Linked DNA regions of Mus musculus: region 1 is linked to region 2. A link is a contact called in public HiChIP or PLAC-seq data. All regions are on one chromosome and are shown on one strand. The core of a region is the stretch at or near the end of the contact, and the rest is flanking DNA. Distances in the headings are between cores, read along the strand shown.

Region 1 (2,931 bases), core at 48-2,547, 380 kb after region 2:
GCACAATTAAAGCATGATTAATAAACCATGTCAAAGATATGTCTATGAGTTTACAATCCATTTCCTTTATTGGAATGTAAGGCTCATTAGGATAAGACTTCATTCGTTTTATTCAATGCTGTTATCCCTGTTATGTATCCCTGTTATGGCACTTTGTGTGTGTGTGTGTGTGTGTGTTGTCAGGCAGCATCATAGCTGCTATAGCTTACAATGTTGTCTCACAAGATGTTAAAAAGAAGAAAGAAGAAAGAAGAAAGAAGAAAGAAGAAAGAAGAAAGAAGACACACAAAGGGTAACACCAGAGAAGGAACACTCTTTATAAGTTGAAAGACTAAAATTCATTAAATATGACTAATTTTAAGGCTGCAGATATGGATGAGCAGTTAAAAGGACTTACCCCTCATTCAGAGAACTAGGGTTCAGACCCCAGAACCCACATCAGGCACATATAGTCATATATGTGAACTATAAATCTAGTTCCAAGGGATTCAACGCCCCTTTCTGACATCTGTGGATACCTCTCTGTCTTTCCTTCTCTGTCTCTGTGTCTCTGTCTCTCTCTGTGTCTCTGTCTCCCCCCCCACCCCCTCACACACACACACACATACAAATAACTTAAAAAAAGTGTCTCTTTTACCTTCAAGTCACAGGCCTCATCTCAAGGATGCAATCAAATCCATGTCAAAATTTTATCTATCAAGATTTCCCTTAATGTGAACAATGACTAAAAGAGATTCTGTAGGTACCAAAGGAAAAGCCCAGCTTTCCTAAGCGTGAGTTGGGAGATGAAGTGGTGGCACAGATTGTCTGAGTCAGCCTGCCTTCATCACCCTTTGCGGGAAAATCCTGCCTGCCACTTAGCCAGGCTGAAATGCTGGAGATCCATTCACACGCTGCAGCATACCTACCTTCACCATCCTGACATCATGCCATGGAAAAGACAATATGAGCTTGGAAAAAATAAACAATGAAAAGGAAAAGATAAAGCTCCTCTGTTGTAAAAAGAAGACTGGAAAATATGCAGTAAGTCGGAGCTTCACGTTGGGTATCTGGTCTTATCCTGCTAAGAGAGACTGAGTGGAAAAACTGATCCACTGTCTCTAAAACTCAGAAATAAGAAAGCCAGTCCTCGATGCTTTCTTGGATATATAACTAATAAGAAATAAATCCAGTTACATTCTTTAACTCCTGCCTTCCCCCAAGGGCGATGGCTTCAATTCAGCATGACCTGCTGTCAGCTCAGGAAATTTCCACCCTGAGAATTTCCTAGCAGAGTCAAAATAAGTCACAGTCATAAGCAGATAAAGATTGTTTTTCTGAGAGTGCTTGAAACTGCGTTTGAATTCTGTCTTTAAGAGCTGAGTTGAGTGCTTGGCTAATGCTTTTCCATGGTGTCATTTTAAAACTATTTTGGCATGCTTCATGAATAGCCCATACATTGACTATTCAAAAATTAATAAAATATCATTATATTTCTTGGAACAGATTATCTTTGAGAAAGCAAACAACTAATCCCGGCACACAGACACTATCCAGCTTATTAGGGGTGACCAACATAGGTCTGTGGTAGACATGGGCCTGGCAGTAGATTGGTAATGAAAGAAGAATTTGGAATAGTTTTGTCTCACAGGCAAATAATGGTGTGGGTGCCACAGAAAGGGAAGCAGTCCGACTCCCTTTCCCAGCTGAGTGACAGCATATTTTCAAAATATATTCTCTCTATGTAATTCTGGGTCCAAGGCTAAGAATGCCTTAGAATCCATCTAATCTATTTTCAGTTTACCCTCCAAGTTATTATTATTGTTTAAGGAAAATTTATGTTGTGCCCAGTGAAAAGGTACAAGCAGCAGGTTTCGGACAGGAAGTGATAAGGAGATAAGGATTCATAATTAATTAAGAGGCAGGGTTGAGAAAGTAATTTGGAGCTGTCAACTATTTGTGGAAGGACGGTGGCAAGAAGGAAGAGGGTGGACGAGAAAGGAGCACACAGACTGTATTTTTTAAGGTTTCTATTGTTGTACTTAAACACCATGACAGAGGCAACTGTAAAAGAAAGCATTTAATTGGGCTTACCGTTTTTGAAGGTTAATTTCATGATGGCTGAGCCAACGTATAAAGGCAGAAATAGCTGATAGCTCACAACCTGATAGCTCACAACCTGATCTGAAAGAAGGAGGCAGAGAGGGAACATATCAGAGCCTTTTGGAACCTGAAAGCCTGCTCCCAGTGACACAGCTCCTTCAACAGGACCATACCTCCTAATCATTTCCAAACAGTTCCACTGATAGGGCTTCAAGTATTCAAACACATGAGCTTATGGGGCCATTCTCACTCAAATCCAAATTACAATGAGAACAAAGCAAGTCATGTGGATTCAAGGAGAACTATATTTATTTTGGACATATCCACGATTTGGAAAACATTTAATATTGTACAGATACAATTCAAAGTATAAAAAGGACATATATATATATATATATATATATATATATATATATATATATATATATATATATATTCATTGTGCTCAAAGACAGGAAATTTCAAATAGATCCCTTTAGCAATAATGGCCCAAGTAGTTCCATCAGATCCATTTCATTTTCGTGGCTTTATCTATTGTCCGCTATTGGGCTGGAACTGAGTTGACCAAAGTTAGGCACTTGGCTTCATTCTCCTTTTATCAAGTTCTCCCAGATCATACTGTTTACCCCTTGGCTTTGTGTTTGATTAGATGAAATCTGGGATTGCATTATAGCTGGGACTCAGCTCACCCCTGAAAAACACCAGCACCCCAGCATGCACTGCAGTTAGCATGCACTGGAGACTTCATCAAGGTTTGTGGTACGAAAAGCATGAAGAGGCTGTTGCTTAGAAGTCACAGGCAAGAATGTAAGAAACCTGAGAAAGGATGCCTCTGCTTGTTTTATTTTT
Region 2 (3,371 bases), core at 794-3,293:
TGAGACCTTTGAAAGACACATCAAGCTTGGAGATGTGAAGGGATTGGTACAGAGGCTTCAGAGGCTAAATATGGACCACTGTTTCCAGAAGCTTAGGGCTTCTAGAGAATGGGTTGGTGAAGGAGATGGTGAGCCTTCTAGAGAAAGAAGAAACGACTAATTGTAGGCATGCAGTTCTGGGAAAAGCAGCGGGGACTTGAGGAAGAAGAGGTAAGAATGTGAGACGTGCTAAGAAGGGCTAACCGGTGCTTCCCATAGTCTGAGTCACAGAAGCAAGACAGGTAGGATGAGTTTGTTCTGGGTCATGTCCAAGTGAAGAACAGGAAGAGACTGGAGTGACTAAATGGGGTCAGAAGGACATCAGTCTAGGACAACGAAGCAACAGGGATGGTGAGATATCAGTGTGATTGCTGCAACGTAGTTTGCAAGGCACTGGGATATAACTTAGGCCAGGAGAAGAGAACAAAGCACAGAGGCGAGGTGCCTTGAAAAAGTAGGAGCTTATTTTCTTATCGTTCTGGACATTGCAGGCTCAAGGTCCAGCTGTTGGTAAGCTTTGTTTCTTTTTAGGGTTTTGTCCTTGGCACATGAACAATTAATGCAAGTGATCCTTTGGCTCTTTGTGCATCCCTTCTTATTTATTTGCTTATTTATTTACCTGTTTATTTACTTTCAGAATCGGGGTATTATATATTTCTGGCTGGACTGCAGCTTACTATGTAGACCACACTGGCCCCAAAGTCACAGACATCCACCCGCTTCTTCCTTTTTATCACTAGAATTAAAGGCATAATATGCTACTTTGCCTGTGCCCCATCCCTTCTTGTAACAACACAAGTCACATGGAATAGGGCTCACCCAGATGGTCTCATTTTACCTTCTTTATCTCTAAAGTCTCTCTCAGTAAAGTCACATCCTGAGGTACTAGGGGGTTCCGATTTTGACAAACAGATTTTTCAGGGGACATAGTTCAGCTCATAACAAGAAGAATGCAGTCAACAACAGATTAAAAAAACTATTTCTTTCTTTCTTTCTTTTCTTTTTTTTTTTTTTTAAAGTTGTGGGACTGGAGCTTCTCAAATAGCACTGTGTGCATGATAGGGACAATAGTGATCCCCAAAGATGTCTACACCCAAATCCTGGGACCAGTGAGTAGGCTACATGGCTTAGCAAAAAAAAAAAAAAAAAAAATCTCTTTCAAAACCAGGCAAGGGTTTTTGAAGACACAGGGTTATCCTGGATAATCAGTGAGCCCTGTCTAATCAATTACATAGGAAAAAAACCCCATTTTAATCATATATATATATATATATATATATATATATATATCACTTTACATCATGCACACTGCCCCCTCTCCTGGTCACCTCCTCCCACAATCCTTCCTCCATTCCCCTTCCTCTGTGTAGGGACCCTCCCCTGGCTGTCCCCCCATACCCTGACACTTCAAGTCTCTGTGAGGCTAGGCACTTTCCTCTCCTACTAGGTCCTGAAGGGGATAGGAACTCCACAGGAAGACTAACAGTCAACTAACTTAGACTCTTGGAGCTTTCAGAGTCTGGAGAATATACACAGCTGGACCTAGGCCTCCTTGCACATATATAGTAGATACACATTGAAATTTTTAAGTGAAGGACTTTTCCTGCATGAATTCTGGGTCAGATGAAATAAGATCGTGTCTGGAGGGGTCCAGCTCAGTGGGTAGAGTGTTTGTCTAGCATGCAACAGAGCCATGGCTTCCGTCACATTCAGCAGCCCATAATGTATACACAGTGATGTGTACTTGTAATCGCAATGCTTAAGAGGTGGAGACAGAAGGATTAAAAAGTCAAGTTTATTCTCAGCTTCAGAGCAAGTCTGAAGCCAGTCAGGGACAGAGGCATGAGAACCTGTATCAACAACAAGAATAATGTAGAACTGTGGAAGAATAGTGTGAGAATTGCAACCCTGGGGGGAGGGAATCAGGGACTAAAGAGGGGCTAGCTCCTTGGAAGGGGAGAAGTAAGGGAAGAATTCTGCCGGATGGTGTCAGAAAAGGAAACATTGTCCGAGACAGCTTCAGTTTAGCCCAGTAGGAGCTGTGTGGAGCTTCTGACTCACACACTGTAACAAACCACATTTATTTTGCCTTAAGTTACTAAATTTGTAGTAATTTGTTGTAGCAGGATTCCAAAGTTAATTTGGTAGGAACTGGCATCCCTGGAAGTCTATTTTAAAACACGGTTTCTGTCTCTATTGTCTGCATTTCCAACAAGCCCTGAAGTGATGTGAATATATGTGCCCCGGGTTGTGGACCACACTGTGAGCGGCAAGGCAAGGCTGGTGTTTAACCCTTCCTTCAATATCACCAAGGTATCACAAATGAAAGAATTAAGGAAGAAGGCATTTCTCAGACACTATTCAGATGAGTATTGTTACTGGAGTGGACTTTTATTCACAGCCCCGTTACTTTGTTGCTAAACATAGCACATTTACTACTTAATAATAGTAAACAAAACAAAACACAAAACGAGCAAAGCAAAGCGTCTGCATGGGAAAAGCGGCCTGCAGAGGTGCCAGTGTTTGGAATATTTGGCTCCAGAGTGTCTGTGTGTTTATGGATCTTGCTGAGGTGGCCTGGCTGACACTTGGCTGATACAAATTGTTTCTCATGACCAACACCTTGGGGGGAAAATAAGCAGCAGGCTAAGCTCTCTTGCTTCTTTCCCAGGGTGGGCATCTCACATTGTAGGAGTCAGTAAGCTTAAGAAAAAGATTTCAGGGCAAACGAAACTTTTGTTGCAACAATCTAATGGGACAGTTTCCAGGAGAGACTCACTTGGTCCGTCTGTTCTATAAACTAAGAACGGTACAAAACCAGAGGGGATGTTCCCGGTGACCTGAAAGGTATGTTCCCTCTTTATCTTGTTGTCCGAGGGCACTCTGTAATTATGTGACAGTATATTGTTAGCTGTGTTCCTTGCAATGGCACTGGCCAAAGGCTTGGAAGAAAATTATCCAGTTATTAAAGAAGATGTAGAGCACCACACTAGCATGAAGCAGAACACCAAGATGGGCTAGTCTCTATCCTTAGTCACAAACAAACAACAACAACAACAACAAAGCAATACCTCAGGTGGAGTTGGCTCACCCCAAATACTTAGAGGGGACCCAGGTTTCATGCACTCATCAGGTGGCTCGCAACCACCTGTAACACCAGTTCCAGGGGATCCGACGCCCTCTTCTGGCCTCTCTAGGCACCTGTGTGCATGCCAACACACACAAAACTAGAAGCAAATAAGCCAACCTTAAAAACAGAAAATCCTCTGGGGGAAATCAGAGTGGAAAGGATTCAAAGAATGTGGCAGGGACTTGTGATGAGAAATTATCAC

Evidence for each region. HiChIP or PLAC-seq counts read pairs in DNA pulled down with a chosen protein or histone mark.
Region 1: an H3K27ac HiChIP or PLAC-seq map of embryonic fibroblasts shows a contact between it and region 2, with 4 times the contacts expected there. The contact joins two enhancer-like sites. A contact is called at or near these places in 1 of 15 datasets of contacts at CTCF or cohesin (the NIH/3T3 cell line) and 2 of 115 datasets of contacts at active chromatin or transcription factors (astrocytes and embryonic fibroblasts).

What each region holds. Positions count from the first base shown.
Region 1 is chr10:56,913,419-56,916,349 of GRCm38.p6, forward strand. No RefSeq gene overlaps it. Among named protein-coding and RNA genes, the nearest start is that of Gm36769, 21 kb to the right of the region's middle. Within about 2 kb of position 1,298, at least 15 of the 459 cell types and tissues checked have an H3K27ac peak or open chromatin away from gene starts, as enhancers often do. A contact at or near this core is called in embryonic fibroblasts, where this site is marked.
Region 2 is chr10:56,535,203-56,538,573 of GRCm38.p6, forward strand. No RefSeq gene overlaps it. Among named protein-coding and RNA genes, the nearest start is that of Gm36595, 100 kb to the left of the region's middle. Within about 2 kb of position 2,044, at least 22 of the 459 cell types and tissues checked have an H3K27ac peak or open chromatin away from gene starts, as enhancers often do. A contact at or near this core is called in embryonic fibroblasts, where this site is marked.